Linked DNA regions of Danio rerio: region 1 is linked to region 2. The links are chromatin contacts, called in public Hi-C maps. All regions are on one chromosome and are shown on one strand. The core of a region is the stretch at or near the end of the contact, and the rest is flanking DNA. Distances in the headings are between cores, read along the strand shown. Region 1 overlaps akap1b (A kinase (PRKA) anchor protein 1b). Region 2 overlaps LOC141377978.

What was found. Hi-C and Micro-C count contacts between places; a contact is called where the count stands out from the background.
Region 1: a Hi-C map of embryo shows a contact between it and region 2, with 5 times the contacts expected there. The contact joins two enhancer-like sites. A contact is called at or near these places in 5 of 18 Hi-C or Micro-C datasets (caudal fin, embryo, hematopoietic stem cells and 1 more) and 2 of 4 datasets of contacts at active chromatin or transcription factors (caudal fin and embryo).

What each region holds. Positions count from the first base shown.
Region 1 is chr15:33,446,536-33,451,318 of GRCz12tu, forward strand. akap1b (A kinase (PRKA) anchor protein 1b) reads right to left here. Exons shown (of 11, transcript NM_001098179.2): 3 at 2,104-2,237; 4 at 1,766-1,892; 5 at 937-1,064. It also overlaps a transcript of or40a1 not described here. Among named protein-coding and RNA genes, the nearest start is that of akap1b, 8.6 kb to the right of the region's middle. Within about 2 kb of position 2,131, at least 7 of the 62 cell types and tissues checked have an H3K27ac peak or open chromatin away from gene starts, as enhancers often do.
Region 2 is chr15:32,735,389-32,740,237 of GRCz12tu, forward strand. It overlaps LOC141377978, which reads right to left. Exons shown (of 5, transcript XM_073924213.1): 5 at 1,223-1,893. The coding sequence ends at 1,735. Among named protein-coding and RNA genes, the nearest start is that of nlk2, 14 kb to the right of the region's middle. Within about 2 kb of position 2,268, at least 11 of the 62 cell types and tissues checked have an H3K27ac peak or open chromatin away from gene starts, as enhancers often do.

The DNA of each region.
Region 1 (4,783 bases), core at 881-3,380, 710 kb after region 2:
GGTCTCCCATCCAGGTACTGATCAGGCTTAGCTCTGCTTAACTTCAGTAAGCGGTCTTGGGCTGCAGGATGATATGGCTGTGGCCATATCAATACAAGGTGGATGATAGTATACAATATACTAGGCTATTTTGGGTTATTTAGAGAGCAAATAATTTCAATAATCTGTGCAGTGACACTGTTAGAGAACAACCTGTGCTGCAGAAAATGGCATTTAGATGATCATGTAAATGTGATGCAAGCTTTTAATAAAAAACGTTCAACAACAGTGATGTGGGTGTTGTCCCAAGCTTTAAAATTTGTTGACTTCAGCTAAGTCACACAAAGTTTCAGTTTATATTATAGATCAGCTTTTCAGTGTTATATACATATAGAAACTATTAACGCACCTTCTGAAACTAATTCCACATAAAAATCAATTGATTCAAATCAAGATGACACCCTATTCATTCTTCATTTTCACCAAGTACTTCAGGGCTTTTAGAAGTTAATCCTAAAGTATACTTTTGTTATATATACGCAAGAGTCAGCATACAGTAAGCATAAAGAAAATGTAATAATCAAAATAATGCTTATACTGTATGCGCACTCAAATAAAAAATATGTAGGTGCATTTGATTTTTGCAATAATTACTTTATCCACAAGGTGGCAACCATGCCTCATGGGCACCAATTCAGAATATAGAAGAAAAGCTGTACAAACAGAACAGACTGATATGCTGCAAGCTACAATGACAAGAGATGTAGATGAGAAATTGTGCAAAGATGTTCAGAGCACACTCATTTGTATAACATAAGAGTATAAAGATGGTAAGAAATGGACAAGCAGCTGTAGGCCAAAAGTAAAAAAATCATCACAATTTATCCCATAGTGCAAAGTATACTTTGAGCTTCAACGGTCTATGTTATATGCAGGAGAGGAAGGAGCCAATCTCACCCAAGAAGTCATGGGCAGAGAGGGCAGCGTTAGCGGCGGGGGAGGTGGGGCATACAAGTTGGTCAGGTCGAGGTCTTTGAACTTTTTCCCAATCAAAGCCAGTGCCTTGTCTACCTGCTGCTGGGTCCCTAAAAAACAAACAAACAAAACAACAGAGTCAACGCGTTATATGCACAGCAATTGGTTTTTAACACCGATAAACTTCTGGTGGAAGGTTGATGCGACGATTTTCAATTTCATAAGCTTTGTCTGACAGCGTCGATAATTTGATTCAAATATAACTTGTTACATAAACTTAAGCATTCATCTAGATCAGGGGTGTTCAAACTCGGTCCTGTAGGGCCGGTGTCCTGGAGAGTTTAGCTCCAACCTTAATCAAGCACAGCTGAACCAGCTTATCAAGCTCTAGCTAGATATTCTAGAAACTTCCTGACAGGTGTCTTGAAGCAAGTTGGAGCTAAACTCACCAGGAGACTGGCCCTTCAGGACAGAGTTTGGACTCCCCTGATCTAGTGTTAAATTCATTTAAAGAAGTGTTGCCAGGAGCAACAGGTGAGAAACTCCATCGAAAAAGTTAAATAAATTTGGTAAACATAAAATAAATGTGGTAAAATAAATTTCTATATTTTAAAAATACTGGAATTTAATGCAGTGCTTGTTGTTGAGACCCACTTTATATTGTATCTCAACCAGGCAGCATAGATTTTAAACAAACCAGACCTTAAAACACATCGAGTTTAATGCAAATATAAAAGTCCCCATGCAAGTGTCTTATTAAATCCACAGATGAACAGTGAGAATGAGGCCATTCAGACAAAGATTCCCTTACCTTCTATATGGCAGATCTGAAACTCTTGAGTGTAAGGCAGGGTTGAAATGTAGATCTTAGCACCAGAGCTCTGCTTCAAGAAGCTCACGTATCTCCCTTGTTTGCCTATTAACCGCCCAACTAGATGCTACAAAAACAGGAAAACCACTGATATCAATGGCTCAATTTCAGAAACGAGATTAAAAAGTTTTGCACACTAAAATGTTGTGTTATGCATTCAAACATCACTGGCCATTTACGATTCATTCTGTGCTTTGCAGTGTTTTACTTAAAAGCTGCTAAAATGGAAACTTTTGATTGACAGCAGAAGCACTAAATGGGGGTTAGGAAAAACACACCTTTGGCACCTCAATCTCCCACACAATAAGCTCTGAGCTCTGTGATTGACAGGTCTGGCTGGCACTCAGCTGACCATCTCCCGCCCCCAAGGTAGAACAGCTGTCCACTGAATCCATGCTATTCACATCTGAACCTGTTGGAGGGTGGAAGAAACAACACATCAATATGATCAGCATGAAACTTTGTCTTTACCTATTGTTTGTAAAAGTATTTATAACCACAAAAGTAATCAAATTAAACAAACAAGGATTCAATGTGGTTACAAAAAGGAACAAATACTTTATATAAATAAAATGTATGCACATACATATGTACAACTAATCCCAAGGTAAAATGTTTGTATATAGTTTTATATAGTATTAGTATTATATAAGTCACAATAGTAATAGGAAATAGTAGTAGTATTAAAAACGCATAAAAAGGTAACATAGCAGATGAAATACAGAGCAATAAATAGAGAATCTGCCAACAGATACAATTCATAAATCACCTGCTACTAATCCTGAGATGATCTGGATATTGTAAATACCACAGTCATTGTAGTTGGAAAAATATGGCATCGATTCCACATACGCTCCAGACAACATTTCTATAACTTCTATCGAAATCTTTTAAGGCGTCTAAACAGATCATTCTTTAAAAGAAATTCAAATGCTAATGCCTGCTTAGTCAAGTCATGACAGTCTGCTAAGTAACCATGGGTTAACAATAACAAACACAACCAATACAGACGAAAATGACCACTGACAAACAAAACAAGCCTCTTCCCTCAGGACGAAAAGCTATTGTGTTTTTTTTTATTCACACCCTTAAGGCAGTAAGTCCTCTTCTGTGTAGTCACTTTTCCTTCAATCTGACAGTATCAACGATTATTCATTTACTTGGGTTATACTAACAAGAAAGGAAGCAATTTTAGTTTTGCTACACTTTCTCCTTTCATTCAAATGTTGATGGGCTGAAGACTGGCTGTGTTCCAGACTGGATTAATCCACCTTAGAATTGCAATTCATTGCAAACCAAAGGGCACAAAACTGACCACTTCAAAATGCCTTTTGGTATGTAGGATTTTAAAAGATATAATTGGACACTTTTTACTCCAGAGATTATTTGTGCAAGGTTTCACACCCCTGAACGTATAACACGCAAGATGCAAAAGTATATCATGACAAATTCCTTTGAAACTCTCTATCTACAAGGTATTAAGAATGAGACCTTTAGAAATGGATCAGAGCAAGTCTACAAACCTCACAATATGACAGGAGGATCAGCAAGCAGTGACTGGTGTGACAACACCTTACAAGTGTTTAAGCAAATAACTCAGTTTTTCTGTCATCAAATCAGCAGAGAAATGCCCCAGGCCGTAAAAACAAACATTGGATGTCACCGACCCAGTATTGTTATGTTCTTGTTTATAACTATTGATGAAGAACCAATAACAAACTTACTACTGCCCATTTCCAACACCTGGGGCCTCATGTACGAAGACTTGCGTGGAAATCATACTAAAACATTGCGTACACACAAAGCTGTAAATGTGCGTACGCAGAAAAAATTTCAGATGTATGAAACACTGCCAAATCTCACGCATATTCTTTTGTACATCTGAATGAACGTGAAACTGAGCGCAACATGCACGAGCACAAAACCCCTCCCTGCCTCCTCCCCCATATGAATATGCTAATGACTATGCTAATGGAAAAACCCAACGAAAAAGCAAAGACAAAATCAAGCAAAAAGAGAAACTTTGAACAGAATGTGAATTGGAGGTGCTGCTTTCGGAGGAAGACCGGAGAAAAGCGGTGTTATTTGCAAGTTTGTTCTCCGGAATTAACAACAAAAGAAAAAAATAGAGTGGGAGAGTTTAGCTGATGCGGTCAACACAGTTGGGTCTGAACATATCGCACTGAGTGCATTAAAAAAAAAAGACATAGTCTGGTTTATATCTGTAAAATGTTGCAGTACGCTTAACAGTCTCAGTGGCGCGCTCGTAAGACGCATTTGATCATGAATTGATACGTTCGAGCATGAACTCGGCTCGATTCCAGCGTCTGATGAACTCTTGTTTTTTCCCCCGCTACATATCAGATTTTGCCAACTATTTATCACGAGAAAGACAAGTAGGAATCATCAATAAGTTCATATCAATAAGCATCATATTTTATTTGCAAATTTATTGAATGGAAATGTTTCTGATTCACGCATGCAAATTCATCTTCAGATAGTGTCTTTATAGCAATGTGCGTGCGGTAGATCGCTCAGATTACATTGGGAAAACAGGCGACTGCTGCAAATTGTGCTTTAATGTTTAGCTGGTCAAATGTATGGTATGGAAACCTTATATACCTGCTGAACCCATCTCATACAGCTGCCATTGCATGGCTCAGACACTTTGTAGAGAGGAATTTAACACAACTGCCTCTAGGAGTCGCCAATGGAAATAAAACAGACACGCACAAAAAATGTGCATACGCCTGCCAGAAAGCTGCCGTGAAGCTGCGCACATTCCCACGTTCAGTTCATTGTTAGTAAATCCAAACGTGAGCGATTCTGAGCGTGAAACCTGGCGTACGCAAAGTTTTTGTGCGTACGCAGCGTTGATACATGAGGCCCCTGCTCTGAAGCAGATAATTAAAAAAATAAAATAAAAAAAAACGCAAGAGACTGCTGATAACCATGTAA
Region 2 (4,849 bases), core at 1,018-3,517:
GTATCCTACATACAACATAAAGAGCAATATCAATTGATAAATAAAACAGGAGAGAAAGGAGAAAAAAAAACAAACATTTTTGCTCTTACAAGGGTTATTTTAAAATGACTTATACAAAGATCTTAAAATCTTAAGATTTTTACAGTTTTTAAAGCTTTCTTATTAGTCAATCCTGAAATTAACTGTTAAGAAGAGCACACAAGCCAACATTAAGAGTAAAAACAGACTACAAGATTACCTACAGAGATCCCACTGAGTGTATGAGAAAACATTCACTTTATTTAAAAATAAAATATTATAATGATGATATTTTATGATCATATTAAAATATTAAATTATCTTTAATAAATGAATGATCAGTAAAATCACTTTTATAGCAAATAATTAGTTATTTTCATGGTCTTTAAGGTGAAATCATGCAGCATAAACAAAGGAAGTTGAAAAAAGGTAGGCTAAATATGTATATGAAGTAAATAGATCAAACTAACTCAAAGTATATTATAGAGTCAATATTACACAATATAAAATACAGTATATACACATTGTTATGCATTATTTTATTAATATTTTTATCGAAATGTATAGCTAATATAAATGTAAATAAAAACTATAGAAAAACAGGCAAAAAAGGCGAAAGCAACAAAATTATATACGGTACAATACCAGTCAAAAGTTTGGAAGTTTGGGGTCAGTAAGATTTTTAAATGTTTTAAAGCTTCCCCTGCTCACCAAGGCTGCATTTATGTAATCAAAAATACAGTATAAATTGGCAAATTGTGAAACGTTATTGCTCTATAAAATAACTGTTCAGAAGTAGTTTATAATTTAATTTAATAATTTATTCCAGTGATTTAATGCTGAATTTTCAGCTTCATTACTCCAGTCTTCAGAGTCACATGATTCTTCAGAAATCACTCTAATAATAATCATTATTATTATTTTTATTATTATTATGATTAAAAATGGTAATATTAATAAAAGCAATAATGACGAGTAATAATTTCATATGAAACTACACAATAAGAAAGCAGCTATTTAAAAGTTCAATAACTATTTTTTACATTTAATACATTATATACAAGCATTTAAGCATGTTTATTTAGTTTATCTAGAAAAATGTATTATCAACTTTAAACAATATAAAAACACAGAAATACATGAACTAACATACAAATGAATTCAAACTAATAATAACACTGTAGAGAACATGAAAGCAATACAACATATACTGTACACACATTCATGCATGTTTATTTATTTATTTTTGATTCAATCTTCAAAAAATGAATTATCAACTTAGAAAAAGATACAAACTTGTTTACGTAAACTAATATAAATGGTAGTCATGGTAGTGCATGGAGTACCACAATCGCATCACAGCAAGAAAGTCGCTGGTTCAAGCCACAGTCCAAAGACATGCGCTATAGGTGAATTGAATAGGCTACATTGGCTTTAGTGTATGTGTGTGAAAGCAGTAGTGTATGGGTGTTTCTCAGAGCTGGGTTGCGGTTGGAAGGGCCTCCGCTGCGTAAAACATATGCTGGATAAGTTGATGGTTAATTCCGCTGTGGCGACCCCTAAATAATAAAGGAACTAAGCTGAGAAGAAAATGAATGAATAAACATGAACATTTTTATTCATTATTTTGTTAATTTATTTTTTGAATCTACATAAATATATTTTAAGCTTAATAACGGTACATCACATTTAACCTGTACTGTATACGCATCTACATCACATACTGTATGCAGACCAAAGCTTTGTTTGTGGAAGGAAAAGGCCAGAATCTTGATTCATGCGCCTATAGGGAAAAAACCCACTATGAAATACATCAATGATGAATGTATAAATCCCCTGGGGGTCCTGACGTGTCCCAGCATCTCCTGCGACGATCTGCAGATGATAAAAGAGGAACATAACACTCCGTTCTTTCTTCGTTTCTAATAATACCATTAAGCATCACACAAACCCACTTGCATTTAAAAAAAACAGCGCTCCATATTTGGACCATGATTGACATTTCTAATAAAAGCTAAGCATTACTTCCACCAAAGTGATAGAACTGTCGCAAACGCCAGTGATTTCACTCTCCTCCCTCCCTCCTCACCCCCGTCAGAAATATGCCCAAGACGGCATGGTAAAAATAGACAGTCGAAAGATTCCTTGTGCTTTAAATAGAGCTGACTCTCTAAGTATGAGGTCAGTGTCACTGAATGTCTTTGTAGGCTCTATTCTGTACTTCTGTGACTAAAGCCAAGCAGATACAGCTCTCTTTCTCTCTGCCACAAGCGGATCAACAATGCTTCAGTGTAACACTCACAGTCTATGTACACTCACAAGCCCCCAGATGTGTGACGATCTCTCAGTCTGAACGAAGGCCTGAAGGCTTCTGTGACTGGAGCTGCGTGAACGCCGACATTTTTTTCCATTACACAACCTGATTTTGCAATTAAAACTTGCACCTAGAGTATTGGATTCATTAAATCCAACCATGAATAATTTACATGCACATAATTTGGAAAAAAAAAATCAATTACATACTTCCATGACATTCCTCGTGTGGTCTTTGTTTCTTGGAGCCGTGTACGGATTATGTTCTATTGTTCCGCTCTGTAATCTTTACTACATGTTACGTTCGAATGGCTTGGACGAACAATAGGTGGTTGAAAGAAAATGTACATGCAATAAAATGTGAGTCTGGGTCCCTGCCGTCAGTGCCTGACCTCAGTGGGATTGAATTAACATTTGACCAACATCGTGTCCACGTTTGATTATGTTGTGTAGCTCGGAGCAGATTAATGGAAGTGAATGGAATTTATTAACAATATCTTCATAATTTCTTAACTGATTAATGATATTTGATCAAATGTTTTATTGAAACTTAAAGCTAAAATAGGTGGATCATTCCGCGGTGGCCTGATAACCTGATAAATAAGGGACTAAGCCGAAGAAAAATATATAAATAAAGCTAAAATTAACGTAAATAAAAACAACTAAATACTAAAATATACAGTAAATTCAGAAATTTTTGCCTGCCTTTGATTTTTTTCCCTTTTTAAATATTTCCCAAATGATGTTTAACAGAACAAGGGAATTTTCACAGTATGTCTGAAAAGATTTTTTTTTCTGGAGAAAGTCTTATTTGTTTTGTTTAAGCTAGAATAAAAGCAGTTTTTTTTTTTTTTTTTTTTTAAGGTCAAAATTATTAGCCTCTTTAAGCTATATATTTTATTCAACAGTCTACAGAACAAACCATGGTTATACAATAAATTGCCTAATTAATTACCTTAACCTGCCTAGTTACCCAGTTAACCTAGTTAAGCCTTTAAATGTCACTTTAAGCTGTGTAGAGGTGTTGAAATATTTCTTGTCAAATATTATTTACTGTCATCATGGCGAAGAAAAAATAAATCAGTTATTAGAAATGAGTTACTAAAACTGTTAGGTTTAGAAATGTGTTGAAAAAAATGTGCTTTTCCTAAAACTGAAATTGGAAAGAAAAAAACAGTGGAGCTAATAATTCAGGGGGGCTAATAATTCTGACTTCAACTATATAACTACATAAACTAATAAATAAATTAATCCAAACAAATAATAACACTGCAGAGAACATCGAGGAATACAATATATGCACATTTTATACAATATTTATTTATATAATTTATTAACAATTTACTTATAATATCTTTGTAATTTCTTCATAACTGAATAATGGTATTTGAATACATTTTAATTGAAACCTAAAATAAACAAATAAAAACAACAAAATATAAAAAATCTATTTAAATACACAAATAAATTAATAATTAATTCAAACAAATAATAACTCGGTAGAGAAAATTTAGGAATACAATATAAACATTCTTTGCATGCTAATTTATTTATTATCCAATCTACAAAAATGTATTATTAACTAAATACATAAAATAAGCAATACAATATTTGTACATTTTTATGCAATGTTTTAGTTTATTTATTTATTTTTAAATCTAGATGAATGTATAAACAATTTATTAACAACATCTTTGCAATTTCTTAATAACTGAGAGAATTAGGTGATCAATGGTGCTGACTGAGCCAATTCTGAACAAAGTAGTGGTCTAGATCTTATTTAGAAACAGAACTTCTATTTTTTTTAATACTCAAACCAAATAATATTATTTTGTCCTTCATTTTCTTTTTGGCTTAGTCCCATTATTAATCTGGGCTCGCCACAGCGGAATGAACTGCCAAATTATCCAGCAAATGTTTTATGCAGCAGATGCCCTTTCAGCTGCAACCCATCACTGGAAAACATCCATACACTCCCATTCACACACACTATGGCCAGTTTAGCTTCTAGCATGTCTTTGGACTGTGGATAAAACCAGAGCACCTGGAGGAACCCACGTGAGCACGGGGAGAACATGCAAACTCAGAAATGACAACTGACCCAGCCGAGGCTTGATACAGTGAACTTCTTATTGTGAGGTGACAGCACTAACCACTGGGCCATCGGGCCACCGTGCCACCTAACATTATTTTAAATGTTTTTATTAAATTTATAGTTCACCTAAAAAATGAAATGTACTCTTGATTTACTCACCTTCAAGTGTTTCCAATTCTTTATCAGTTTCTTACTTTTGTTGACTATACATGTTGTTCACTAAAGATATTTTGAAGAAAGTGGAAAAAACATTGACCTCATTGGTTACAGGTTTCAAGCTTTCTTCGAAATATTTTCTTTTGTGTTTAACAGACTAAAAAAACTCTTAAAGGTCTGAAACAAATAAAGGGTGAGTATATATTGAAAGAGTTTTAATGTTTGGGTGAACTGTCCCTTTAACTGTAAACATCACCATAATGTCCT